2 separate regions of the Anser cygnoides genome follow, and region 1 is linked to region 2. The links are chromatin contacts, called in public Hi-C maps. All regions are on one chromosome and are shown on one strand. Each heading gives the region's core, a stretch centred on a gene start, on an enhancer-like site or on the middle of the called end of the contact. The rest is flanking DNA. Distances are from core to core; before and after follow the strand shown. Region 1 holds the start of IRF2BPL (interferon regulatory factor 2 binding protein like). Region 2 overlaps LRRC74A (leucine rich repeat containing 74A).

Evidence for each region. A called contact is a pair of places that touch in the nucleus more often than the background predicts.
Region 1: a contact with region 2 is called in a Hi-C map of granulosa cells, with 1.9 times the contacts expected there. The contact joins the promoter of IRF2BPL here to the enhancer-like site in region 2. A contact is called at or near these places in 2 of 7 Hi-C or Micro-C datasets (granulosa cells and liver).

Annotation. Positions count from the first base shown.
Region 1 is chr5:43,503,259-43,509,989 of Taihu_goose_T2T_genome, forward strand. It overlaps IRF2BPL (interferon regulatory factor 2 binding protein like), which reads right to left and starts at 3,707. Exons shown (of 1, transcript XM_048059771.2): 1 at 50-3,707. The coding sequence starts at 3,022. The coding sequence ends at 791. It overlaps LOC106038829 (a long non-coding RNA gene), which reads right to left. Exons shown (of 2, transcript XR_010831890.1): 2 at 5,220-6,643.
Region 2 is chr5:43,401,542-43,408,684 of Taihu_goose_T2T_genome, forward strand. It overlaps LRRC74A (leucine rich repeat containing 74A), which reads left to right. Exons shown (of 13, transcript XM_048059752.2): 13 at 1-7. Among named protein-coding and RNA genes, the nearest start is that of LRRC74A, 23 kb to the left of the region's middle. Within about 2 kb of position 5,745, at least 2 of the 3 cell types and tissues checked have open chromatin away from gene starts, as enhancers often do. A contact at or near this core is called in liver, where this site is marked.

The DNA.
Region 1 (6,731 bases), core at 2,457-4,956, 100 kb after region 2:
TCACACTGCCTGAGCTCCGGGAAAAATAAAGCTTGCTACTCCAGAAGTATTAATATCAATTGAATTTATTACAATTTACTAAGCTCCAAGGCACATTACAGTGTTCTGTTAACTACAGAAATGTATAAAGGACAAACAGAGCATGTTTCTCATGTACAGCATTTTGCTCTACTGTTCAAAAGCATCCGTGCATCAATAAAAGCAAAAACAAAAAACACATGAAGATTAAAAACGTTCAGATCAATAGAAACAAACTGAAACATTTTCCTTACAAACTTGCAACAAAAAACACCCTCCCCCCAGAGCCACCCCACCGTTTTGCAAACAAAAAACGAAAACAAAAAAAATAAAGTGAGAGACTAACACTCAGGGCTTGTAAAACATAAGCTGTCACCATTTTTTGTAGCAATTTTTTAGGCATCAACACTGGCCTTGGCAAAAAAAAAATTTTTTTTGTATTTTTTTTTGTGTTTTTCTTCTTCTTTCAGAGAAGTGCATACATTTACAAAAATACACACCAGCAGCAGGTAATCGCTAAGGGCTATTAACTTTGTACCTAGCCAACACACTGCCAAAGAAATGAGAACAGGTATTATGTAGTAACCAAACAATATTATATTCTGTTTAACAAAAACCAGCTCTATCCTTCAAATGAAGAAGAGTACATACCTTTGTTTCAAAATATAGAAACATACGACGAAAATAATGTCTATACATAAGACTAACTTTTGCAGTTTGTTATATTCACAATTCTACATCTTCAGGAGTCTGAAGGGATTGGATTTCCTATTCAAGGGTCTCTCTCCTTTTTCACTTTAACGTCCCCAGCTAAAATGGTAGCGATCTCGCCCTGCATGAAGGCCCAAGGCACATTGGAACCTACCAGGGGGCATTTCTCTCCGCTGGGGCAGTAGACCTCGCCCGTCGCCCCTTGGGCCTTGATGCTCTCTCTGGAACAAGGGAAGCAGAACTTGTGGCTGGGCACAGAGGGGCACTGAACAAAGTGGGTGTCCTCCAAGCGTTCGTGGCAAATGGTGCAGCACAGGGGCCCGCTGTTGGCCATGGGGGAGTCCGGAATGTTTTGGGGGTGCACTTGGTCCATGGCGGGGTGGGCGCTGGGGGGAGGAGGGGCCACTTGCAGGTTCATGTCCCCGTTGCGGGAAGCCAGGCGGCGCTGGCCCGGCACGGAGGCCGGCGACACGGGGCTGCTGCTGTTCCTGCGGGTGGACGTGGTGGAGTGCACCGAGCTGCCGTCCTTGGGCGAGTGGGCATTGCCCAGCGTGTCGGCCACCGACATGAGCGCGGCCATGGGGGACTGTCCGTTCTGGGGGGCGGACTCGGGCGGCGTGGTCCGGTTGGAGTGGGGCCCGAGGGGCGGCGGCGGTGGCGGCGGGGGGCCCCCGCCGTGCACCGCCCCGAAGCCCCCGGCCGACATGGTGAGCTTGAGCGCTTCGCTCTGGCTGGCCATCCACTGCTGCCGCTGCTGCTCGTCGCTCAGCTTCAGGGCCCCCTCGGCCGAGTCCGAGGGCTCAGGAGACGCCTTCCTCTTGCGCATGGCCCCGCCACCGCCACCACCACCTCCGCCTGGGCCCCTGGAGGCGGCGGCTGTGCCCTGAGCCCCGCCAGCCCCAGCCCCGGGTCGCGGAAGGCTTACCAGGGCCGTGGGCAGCATGGGGCAGCTGGCGTCCAGGTAGGGCTGTGGCAGCATGTCCGCACCCACCAGCTCCTTGAAGAAGCGCACCGACTCGGGCAGCAGGTCCCCCAACAGCCGCCAGTCTCCAGAGCCGTGCTTCTTCTCATACTCCAGGTACTTGAAGCCCGAGGAGAGGCCGCGGCCGAAGTCCTTCATGCAGTCCTGGTACATCTGCTTGGCCACGCCAGAGGCGCTGGAGAAGACGGTGCCGGAGCCGCTGGGGTACTCGATGAAGAGCTTCAGCTCATAGTCCATGCCCGGCTTGGAGACGGCGTCGAAGGCAAAGACGCGGCCGAGCAGGGCGTGATCCTTCTTGAAGCGCACCTCGTAGGGGGTGCAGCCGGCCAGCGTCAGCAGCGTGTCCCGCACGATCTTGGGCTTGCTGGCCCACTCCTCGGCCCGGTTCCGCAGGCTCTCGCTCAGCTCGGCCAGCGCCTCGGCGTTGCGCTGCTTCTCCTTCAGCTCCCGCTCTTGGTCACTGCTGGACACCGAGCCCGGCCGCTTGCCGCAGGCCTCCGACGAGGAGCCGCCGCTGCCCCCAGCACCGCTGCTGCCACCGCCGCAGGTGCCCCCCTGGGAGGAAGCAGAGGGGGCCGGGGGCCCGCCGCCGCCACGGCCACCCAGACCCCCGTGCGGTGGGGGCAGCGCCACGCCGGAGGCGGCGGGCCCGTTGAGCAGGGTCTGTGGCAGCAGGTTGGGAGGCACGTTCAGCTGGGCGCCGGCAGCCCCCGGGGGCAGGCCGGACACCAGCCCGCCGTGCGTGCCGCGGCGGGAGGAGGAGGAGGACGACGAGGAGTTGGGGCTCTGCCGGTTGAGCTCCGGGGGCCCGTCCTCGGGCGGCTTGGGGAAGCCGTTGGGGCCCCCCAGCCCGTTGGGCAGGCGGGCTCCGTGGCTGCCGCCCAGGCTGCCGGGCGGCGGCGGGTACTCGAAGCGGCTGCGCTGCTCGGCCGCCGCGGCGCTGAGCCCGTAGCGATCCAGGCTGGACTGGGCGAGCCCCGCCGAGGCCGCCTTGGAGGAGGCGTCCACATGGTTGAGCTGCTGCTGGGCCGCCGCCGCCGCCGCCGCCGCTTCCTTGGCGGAGAGGGGCACTGCCTTGACGCCGACCGGCGGCGGGGGCCCCGGGGAGCGGCCGTCCTGGAAGCAGCCGTGCGCCCGCTTCAGCTGCCGGGCCGTCTCGATGACGAACTCGATGCGGTCGGCGCCCTCGTAGTTGACGCAGCCCCGGCACACGGGCTCGGTGAAGTCCCAGATCATGGCCCAGGGCATGCGGGGCAGGTCGCACAGGTAGCACGACTGCCGCCGGGACGACGACACCTGCGCGGCGGACATGGTGCCGCTGGCCGGGGCGCTGCTGCCGCTGCCGCCGGCGAAGGGGCTGGCTCGCTCGTCCCCCCCGGGCTGCGGCGGGGGGGGGGGCTCCGTACCTGCTCCCGGTGCCCCTGGCGGCGCTGGAAGGGACGGAGGGGGGGGCGGCGGGGGGCTCGCCCGCTCCGAACCGGCTCCCGCCGCCGCCTCGGTCGGCTTCTCCCGCCGGGTCCCGCCGCCGGGCTGGGGAAGGGCTCGGCCGGCTCCTCCGGGGGGCTGGGTTGGGCTGGGCTGGGGGGCGCCTTCCAGCCGCGGCTGCTTCCCTGCGCTCTCTAGCTCTCCGCCGCCGCTGCTCCTCCTCCGGGAGGAGGCGGAGGGAGGCGGGGGGGGGTCACCTTCCACCCGCCGCGGCTGCCCGGCGAGCTCGCGGTCCGCCGGCTGCCGAGCGCTGCGGCTGCTCGGGCGGCTCCTCCTGGTCCGAGCGCCGACCCGGGGCGGGGGCGGCCGGGGGGCAGCGGCGGCAGCAGCGTGCCGGGCGGCGCCGCCTGCTCCGCACTCACATCCTCGCCGCTGCTCGCGGTCCGAGCGCGGGGTGCTGCTGCTGCGCGCCGCCGCGTGTGCCTGCGCGCCCCCTCCTCCGCGCCGCGCTCCCCCCGCGCCGCCCTCCTCCCCCCTTCTTCCTCCTCCTCCTCCTCCTCCTCCTCCTCCCCGCCGCTCTCCCGGCTCGGCTGCACCCGGGCGGGGCCCCCGCGTCAGCGCCGAGCGCCCGCCCCCCGCTCCCTTCCCCCCGGCCCACTTGTTGCGCGGGGCGCGTGCCCGCCGTGCGCGCCCCCGCCTCTCCGCGCCGGGGCAGCACGTGCACGGCCCCGCCGGCGTGCCTCTGTGTGTGTGTGGGGGGGGGGGGTGTCCCCCCCCGGCCGGGCGGGGTCTGTCTGAGCGGCGGGGGGACACAGGGTTTCCCCGGCGCTGTGCGCGCACACGGCTTCCCCCCCCCCCTTTTAAATGGCTCCTTTAACCCCCCCCCCCCGGCAGCCCCGCTCCAAAAACAAAAGGCGCAGCCTTCCTCCTCCTCCTCCCCCTCCCCCCCCCCCCCCCCCAGCCGCAGCCGCCGCCCTGCGGGGCGGCCCGGCCTGGCACGGGGCTGCCGTTGCGTCACGGGCGCGCCCCCGAGCTGGCACGGGGCCGCGCGCGCCGTGCACGCCCTGCGCGCGCCGCCGCCGCCTCCCCGCCGTAGCGGCTGCGCCGCGCCTCCGCTGCCGGCCGCGGCGCCCCCCGGGGCGCTCCGGCGGTGGCGGCCGGGCAGGGGCCGGCGGGGCCCCGCAGCACCCCCGCGGGCCGGGCCGGCCTCGGTGGGTTGTAAAACCCCGAGGGCTTTGAGGGGAGGGCGGTGAGAGGCGCGCGGCGAGGTGGTAGAGGGGCAGGCGCTGCTACGGCGCAGCTCAGAGACCGGCCCTGAGAAAGCCGTTTACTCTTGCGGGAGGCTTGGGGAAGCAGCGAGCAGGGAGAGACAATGCTCGGAGTTAGCCGAGGGCCCGCCGTGGGTGAGGAAGAGGAGCGAAGGAGGGGGATTTCGCAGCGACACCCCGGCTGCGGGCATCACGGAGGCGCCTCTGGCCAGGTGAAGGCTGGCCAAGGAAACGCCTTCGCTTCCAGCCACAGCGACCTAGCCGCGGCTGCAGGATTTCTGCGCCGGGTGGCTTGACCTGACCAAGCAGGCACATGCTCGCTGTGGTCCACAGGGGAAGGTCAACTCCTCTCACTGCCCTGCGTTGAGCTTCATGGGAGAAGCAGAAGTGGGCTGTGGAAAAGGACAGCCCTGCTCTAAAAACTCGGGTTGCGAGAGCCGGGGCTTCGTCCTGAGCGCCGGGAGTGCGGGGTCGCACAACATCCCATCCCACCTGCGTTTCAGTCCGCGGGTTGCACAAACCCAGCAAACGACAAGGAGCTCTGTGTGCTCCGGCCGCCCCTCACGCTGGCTCCTCGCTCCACTGAATCCTCCTGCAAGAAAGCCCTTTTTTGGTAACACTCACCTCACAGGAACAGACTTCTTGGCTCACAAGAGCAGTCTTTATAGTGGGTGTAAATAATAATCACCTTAGATATAATCTAGCCTCAGCAAACCATTTACAGGTGCTGTCAACTCCCTTTATAGTTTGTGAATAGAAAAAGAGCAGAGATTAGCATCTGTGACCCGACCAAACTGCCTTTACTTTTACTTGCAGGATACACAGTCGTGGAAATATGTTTGTTTTTCCGTAATGATTAAACCTCGATTTAAACTTTGGTCCTGGGCACGTACCGTGCCATTACGCAAGCAGCACTTAAGGCTGAAGTGTCAGCATAGCAACAATACGGCTAGCAGCGGCGGCGATCTCTGCAAGCTGATTGATGAAGAGAACTGCAATGTAAATGCAAATAAATGCCATGCCGTGGCACCTTCACAGGGAACGAGTTGTCAGGATCAATCTCATCTGTTAGGGGAAAATAGATTGAACGGTGGCAACGTGACGGAGCTAAAACCCACGGCAGCACTGTTCCTGCGGGGTAGCGGCGTGCTCCGCTGCTCACCTTCCCTCTTCCCCGTCCTTCACCATGCCAGCGGCGGGGCAGGGGCAATCCAGATCAGTCTCGCTGGATTTACACCGAACGTGGCTGGTGTTGATTTAGCTTTGAAATAATCCAGGAATTAAAATTACGTTTGGAGGAGGGAAAGAGGAAGCCCAAACAATGAAGCCATTCAGGTGCCTGATCTGGCTAAATGAAAGAAAGAAGCAGGCAAACAAAAAATAGCATGGGGGGGGGGAGAAAAAGAAAAAAAAAAAAGACAGTAGCTTGTTTAATAAGAGGGAGGGGAGCGCAAGGAGAGATGGAGCTGGAGCAGCGAACAATTGATGCATACGTATTGCTTTTTGCACAGAAAGGCGAGTCAGCACTTTGGATGGCGATCCTGCGTGGAGTGCCCAAAGTTTACGACCTGCCTGGAGTCCCAATGGACCGGGAATCTAATTTTCACTATCAGAAGTGACATCTACTAACTCCTTCCTTTCAGTGCTAGGATAAAGAGTGCCATCCAATAATCCCCTTCCCTTGATTCCTCTTACCCGCTTTATTACAAACTACACGGGCACACACATCTGCGTAATGATAGAACATCAGGTGAGGCTTCAATTTAACCAAAGGAGTCAGAATGATCATAGGAAACACGGAGCGTGTAAGCCAGCCAGCACCTCTCGTAGTGCAACTAGCAGAGGGTGCAATGCACCATGAAGGAAGAAGGGCCAAAATCCATGTGCCTGACTAAACCCCAGGTCTGCCAGGCTCTGCTCCGTGCCACCGCGCACGAGCGTCCCAAAACGCTGGGATTGCCATTGACCTCGATGCGAGAGTATTGCTGGCTATCGATCAGCAGCCCAGTGTTAATTACGCGGAATATAGGACAGCCCTAAAGTGTGCAAGCAGAAATAATTAGGAGCCCATGATCTGGGCAGTTGGGGTCTTGCCCTAAATGCTCCCAGCTTAACTCCTTCCTGCTCGCCTTGTGAAGCCGTGGCGCTGATGGGGGCAGCGGGCACAGCAGCTGGTCCGTCTGGATGCGCTCACCTACAGAAATGGCTCCTTCCTCAGCGGTCAGAACAGCAGCTACGGCTGGAAAAAAATGCAAGAACCAGAAGGGAAGAGCACTCCCAAGAGTGTGATTTACATGGATTTACCTCAGTACAGCAAATAAAATAAA
Region 2 (7,143 bases), core at 4,495-6,994:
CAGCGCACAGCAGGTCTGGTCCTTTTGGGTAAGGGCAGAACAGACTGGCTGGTTAGCAAATCTATCTCATTCTGCATGCTGACAATGCTGAACTTATTTTCAGAAACAGAGCCCAAAAGCTGGAATGGGAAAACCTAGAAAATTCATATATTGTTATTATCCCCTTTAGAGGGAAAGCACGTGGACAAAGACTGGAGCAAGTGCCCTGCAGACAGTCCCTACCAGACGTAGCTGCTTTGATGCAGGGACCTTTGCAAGAAGAATTAAATTAACGTGAAACTACAGCTAATGCTGCTTTAAAAAGTTACGGGTAATAGGAATTTTATTAAATAGCTCCATGGGAAAAGATATGCTAGAAGGGTGGAATTCATTACTGATTTTAAATGGCTCAGATACTGAACTGCTTTTTTTAAATCAACATAAAAAACAAAGAAAGATTTCACCAATCCTTAAGAAGTAATGAAAGCCTTGCATATACGACATTTATAAATAAACGATAAAAAATATCATCAGAGAATCATGGAATGTCTTGGATTGGAAGGGACCTTAAAGTTCCTCTAACTCCAACCCCCCTGCCATAGTCAGGGATGCCACCCACCAGATCAGGTTAGCCAATATTTACATGTGCAGATGAGCAGATCCACAGGAAGTACATTTTGCCATGTGAGCAACTTCCAACATAGGCTATACCACAAAGAAACTAGGAGAATTGAGACATGTTGACCAGCGAGAGGAGTGGAGAGAAAAAAGAAGGATTCCTTTCACTACCCATTCATTACGGCCTTTTCACTCTCCATCCATTCACTAGATGATCTTTAAGGTCCCTTCCAACCATTCTATGATTCATTTTATCAATTCCCAACTGGAAAAAAATCTTCCAGTTAGAGTTCAGGTGGCTCCAGTGTCTCCTGAGAAGTCAGCCTGACTGTTGACGTGAGGGTGCTGCTATGGCTGCTCAGTAGTCATCTTCAATACACGACTGAGTGCTAGGCTTTAACTCATTACCCCAGCAAGTCTCTGTCCTCTGACGTCTGTGACAATCCCCTAGCTACTCACAAGTCTATGGACATTTCTTGTACACACACACACACACACACACATTTGTCTTTCTTCCAAGCTGAAGAATGCCACCCACTCTATCATTCCTCATAGGACAGACTCTGATGGTCCTTGTTTCCCTTCTCTGAACGACTCCCAGATGGAATATATGGGAATCAGAATCAGAAATGCAAAAAGCATTCAAGACACTGGGGAGTCTGCACGGACATAGCACTGTGGGGTTTGTTGTTATTGTTCTCTTTTCCTTTCCCAATCATTACTAGCATTTTATTAGCTTTCCTCAGCTGTTACTAGGCACTGAGGCGTGTTTTCACAGAACCATACCCCAGACCTGCAGGATCTTACTCCTGAATACCAAGGCCCACCGTGGAGCCCACCCTTTTCTACGTGAAAAGCACGGAGAGGGGCGGCACGCCTGCCATTTTACAATCGAGAGCACTTACTTATTCCTAAGGAAGAGCTGCGAGGACACCACTCCTGCGGCAGGCACGGCCACTCCTGCTGCAGGGCTTTGCGCCTGCCCGCGCTGGCCACCAGATGTCCCCTCAGCACCAGCGCTGGAGCGGGGAGCGCGGCCCGGGGCCTCCCCTCCCTGCAGGCACCGGGCCCCGACACCCAGCGGCCGTGCCCGGAGTCCATTTTCAGCCCCCCTCCTTAAAACCGCTCCCTGGCTTCTTTCCTAAAAAAAACAATGCTAAATATCATGCCCTGGCATCTCTTGGTGCCCACATTTGGGGCGTGCACGGGGAGGCGTCCCTGCTGCAGGACGGTTTGGGGCCCTCTCGGCCCCACTGAGGTGCTGCAGGTGTCCACAGGCCCGAGGGCACTTGCCCATCAATTCTGGAAGGGCTGCTCTTTAAAACTCACAGGTCATTTTTGAGCCCTTCTCCAGCGGCACCAAGCTTGTTCACCAGGTAGTCACAATTCACTGTCAGCGTGAAATATCTATGTCGTTCTTTCCCCCCCCAGCCCCAAGAACTCCCATTTTGAGTCTCTTTTTCAGCCTCAGACGCATGCATTGCAAACATCAAAATGTGCAGGCTGAGAATTAAGGCTGGGGGCTATCAGCATGTTTGGGACCAGCCACCGATTTTGTATTTGTACAAAAATTAGTGGTTTTCTGGTTTTGTTTTTGTTTTTCATGACCGGCAACCACTGTTACCTCACAGAGAAGATGATTTACAAGATCCCAGATCTTCTTCCAAAATGAACCTCTTAGCTTATCAGCACGCAGATGCTCTATGAGTCAGTTAAGCTGGATCAGAGGTGAGAAGTTTCTCACCGTTTCTAGACTTGTGTGGAAAAAAAAAAGACTAAGATTGGCTTTCTGGGTACCTGACAGCAGAGAGAGAGGGCAGTGCTCCACTGTCCAGAGAGCACTGTGTTTGTTCTGCAGCTCAAGGGTGCACTTCTGGGGGGGGGGGGGGGGGGGGGGGGGGGTAGCACGTATACACTGGGAAATATCTTCATCTTTTATTCCTACAGCATCTTGGGTTTGTCTTGCATATGTTACACATGAATCTTTATCTCATGCACAGTGCTGTTGTGTATTAGTCATGCATTACTATTCTGCTTAGGTTTGCACAGAACTGGCTGCCCAACTAAACTGATTTGTCCAATTATCACCCTTAAGATTCTAGATTAGCAACAGGCATCAAAAACACGCTCTTCTGTAAGAAAACAGCATAATCAAATATAGATGGGTACTGGCCTGCGGCAGATGTGACTTTTATTTATTCAAGTGTCCACTTAAACTCCAGATTCAACAGTGATGTGACAGCTAGGTTGTACCTTTACACCACAGAAAACCTACAGGGAGATTGGATGGCTTCTTTCATGCAGAGAGAGGTGAAGAATTTGTGCCGAAATTTCTAGCTCCAGAAGGGTTTGATAAGTTAAAATTATCTACTTCACCAAATGCACAAAATCAAAAGAGAGTGAATCTCTGTGGAGGATCTAGGTGAAACCTTATGTCCTTTTGTGTGGCTTGATGCAACTAAAATAGCAAAAAAATGGAAGTGCCAGTGAAAATTTTAATTCTCCAAATTCACATGCAAGCAAGCAGTGCAGGGGAGGGATGTGGTTGCAGTTCATATTGTTGCAGAGTCTCTCTGAACACTCTTGGATCAATAAAGCTTTTTTAAGCTTGGTGGAAGCATTTGTCCCCATGCTGGCATTTCAGGGATGAACTGAGGTAGGTGCTGAGCAGGGATGGTCCAAGAGTGGAACATGAATTGCTCGGTTGATCCCACACCTGTGAAATGGTGCAGAAGGAAATGTTTTGGCTGCCATAAATTAAGGCAGCTTTGAGACTCATCTAACATACTTCAGGAATTCAGCCTGCCAGCACAAAATTGGGCAGTGTGGAAAGCTGGCAAAACAAAATCTCTGCATATTACATGGGCTGAGAGAGTGACACAGCTGAGTAACATTTTCAGATCTCTTTGATATTAGAAAGCAAATAACTACCATTAAGTAACGTTTTGAAAACACAGCATGCACACCACAGTATTTAATGTGCTAGCTAGTTTAGATGAACCTCTGGATCTCACAGGGAAAATCATATTTCTGTTACAGATCTCACCTAGCAGAATGAGGCCCAATTTGGATTGATTTCCTAGTGCCGCTGAAACACCTATGACAACACAGCATTGCATTAAAAAAGACACTGCTAATAAGAATCTCTAGAAATCTCAGAGTAACTATAAAATCTAATGCTATATGCAGTTATCTCAGCTTGTTCATGTTGAAGATCTTTGATCTGTCTAGCTGAACTGGCCAAAAGGGTTTTGGCTTTACTTTCAAAGAAGAAATCTCACAGGCTGCAGAAGTGTGTACACTGATATCAGTCTTCATCTTTAAGCTTGCATCAATAGTTCTTTGTTCCAAAGGCCTCCCATCCATATAATATCAAAAGATGTTCTGCATTTATCAGTGGACATAAGCCTTGTGCAAAGGTGTGTCCTGCAGCTGTGCACAAAATCCAGCATCACAGGACTGGAAGTATGCAGTGTACACTGCAATGGGCAGTGTGGCTGAGATGCTTAAGTTCCCTGTCTACTCAAAGAGTAAATCCTCATCTGGATATATCAGCAACTTTACAAATCTGAAGAGATGATGGAGGTGGTTACATCAGGTACACATGTGCCGAGAAATACAAGCAGGGTACTGGGATCAGCTGTTTAACATCTTTGTCAGTGACACGGACAGTGGGATTGAGTGCACCCTCAGCAAGTTTGCCGATGACCCCAAGCTGTGTGGTGCAGTCGACACGCTGGAGGGAAGGGATGCCATCCAGATGGACCTGGACAGGCTTGAGAGGTGGGCCTGTGCGAACCTCCTGAGGTTCAACAAGACAAGTGCAAGGTCCTGCTCTGAGCTGGGGCAATTCCAAGCACAAATACAAGCTGGGCAGAGAATGGATTGGGAGCAGCCCTGAGGAGAAGGACCTGGGGCTGTTGGTTGCCGAGAAGCTCGACATTAGCCGGCAACGTGCACTTGCAGCCCAGAAAGTCAACAGTATCCTGGGCTGCATGAAAAGCATGGCCTGCTGGGCAAGGGAGGTGATTCTCCCCCTCTGCTCTGCTCTTGTGAGACACCACCTGGAGCACTGCCTTCAGCTCTGGGGCCCTCAGAATAAGAAAGACATGGACCTGTTAGAATGGGATCAGAGGAGGGCCATGAGGATGATCAAGGGGCTAGAGCACTTCTCCTATGAAGACAGGCTGAGAGAGCTGGAGTTGTTCAGCCTGGAGAAGCAAAGGCTTTGGGGGCACCTCATTGTGGCCTTCCAGAACGTAAAGGTGGCCTACAGGAAAGCTGTGGAGGGACTCTTTGTCAGGGAATGGAGCGATAGGACAAGGAGTGAGGGTTTTGAACTAAAAAAGGGTAGATTTAGATTGGATGTTAGGACGAAATTCTTCACTCAGGGGGTGGTGAGGCACTGGCACAGGCTGCCCACAGAAGCTGTGGATGTCCCATCCCTGGAGGTGCTCAAGGCCAGGCTGGATGGGGCCTTGGGCAACCTGGTCTGGTGGGAGGTGGCGGCTGGAACTGGATGATCTTTAAGGTCCCTTCCAACCCAGACCACTCCACGACTTTACGATCAGAGCCTTACCGCTGCTGTGCAGCACACGGTGTAGCCCCCAGGCCTCCCCAGGCCTCGGGGCTCGGCCCCGGCGGTGCCGATGCTGTGGCAGTGCAGGCGCAGGCTGCGGCCCCGCGCCGCGGGCACCTCGCCGGCTCTTCCCCCGCTTCCACCGAGCAGAGGGCGCTGCGCCCTCAGCAGTGGCTGCCCAGCACGTTCCCGGGATGGAGCCCAGCCGCTGGAAGGAAAAAAGTCCCGCACACACACCCTGAGACAAAAATAAATAAATAAATAAAACGACGAAAACAAACTGTGCGCTGAGGAAAGCTGCTCTGAACCCCTCGGAAATGCCGCCAGGCAGCAGGCTGCTGAGGGTGCCTCAGGCCCGGGGGCGGCGGCCAGGCATGGCGCAGGCTTCGAAGGCCGCTGTCCCGACAGGGACCCGGTCCCGACTGGGCCCCGGTCCCGACAGGGCCCCCGCCCCGCCGTGGGGCCGCTGCCCGCCGCAGGCCCCCGCCGCCCCCGGCCCCCGCAGCGCGGCCCCAGCGGGGCGCAGCGCGGTGGAAAAGCCACAAGGCGAGCTGCTCTCTGGGGGGGTGGAGACAGACACAGGCGGAGTCAGATCGCAAATTCTTGAACCTTTAACATCCTTTCTGTAATTTGAAACATACTTGTTCCCATTCCAGAACCCTTTTTTTTTTTTTTTTTTTTAAATTCCTTCCTTGAGGCTGTGGAAATACGTTCAGGAAAAAAAAAAAAGGAGAGAGAGAGGGAGGGTGAGGGAGGGAAAGAAAAGAAAGGAAAGGAAAGAAAAAAAAAAAGCAAGCCCACTACTTATCGGAGGCTCCAAAACAAAACAGAAACGTGAGAGCTCAGCCCTCCCCAGCACAACTGCTGGCGGGCTCAGGTTTCCGTGGCAGGGTCACGGCTGCGGCAGCTGGTCCTGCCCGAAACAGGGCGACCAAATCCTGTCTGCTCTGCAAATGGCAGCTACCTCCTCCTGCTTCAGCAGATCTCGGTGCTGTGAGGAGAAGGAGCCATGAACTGGTGCCTGCTCACCTTCAGGGGGTGATCGCCTCCCCTGGCTTTCCTGCCCAGGCCAGCCCCTTCCAGCCACCCCCTGGTTTGCCCCAGGGAGAGGGCTCAGCACCCCTCTGCTGTGGGCTTCAAGGCCCCCAGCTACTGCGGCAGGGAGACGGTTCCCATGTTTAGGGTGGGGTGTGCACATATGGGAGAGGAAAGCTGGGCTGACGCACGCTGTGAAAGACTTTGGATGTCACTAATCTCCCCAAATGGCACGGAGCAGCGTGCGGCGCTCTTCTTGCATCAGCCGGGCCGTGGGACCCACTCCTTTCCCCCTGGGTAAACCACAGCAGGTGATCGTGCTGGTGCAGCAGGGCTTTGTGTTTGCTTTGTGTAAGGAAGCAACGATTACCAGGGACACCAAACACCACCCCAGGTCAGAAGTGTCCTGAAGCTGCTGCTGGCACGCCAGCAGTTGCAGTGCAGCTGCCGTGCCAGCGCTGGGCCGGGCGGTGCTGGAGCAGGGCCGCTAGGTGGGCAGCAGCAGCGCCTACCCCGCTCCCGTCCCACAGAAGGACCTGCATCCCTCCCTTTCAAACTAGAAAAACAAAGCAGAGGGGAGAAGCTTTCATGTTTCTTTGCCATTATCATAGGTCTTGACTGTGTTAATGCGGTATCATGTTGTTTACATGTGTATGTATATGGATGGGTGTGAGCAACCCTTAAAGAAGGCGTGAGGTTTTCCAGGAGAGAGTCAAGCGGGCACATGTGCATCACCGGAGGCAGCTGGATGGCTGCCGAGCCGGGAGTCACCTCTGTGCGTGGGGGAGAAGTCATCCAGAGGGAAGGGCAGGGACCCAGCACAGGACACAGCCCCAACCTGCTGTACTCCTCCCTGTCACAGCCACTGCTCTGCACAGCCCAGACATTTCTGTTTCCTCAGGTGTACAGCTGGAGGAGAAGGACCAGGACTC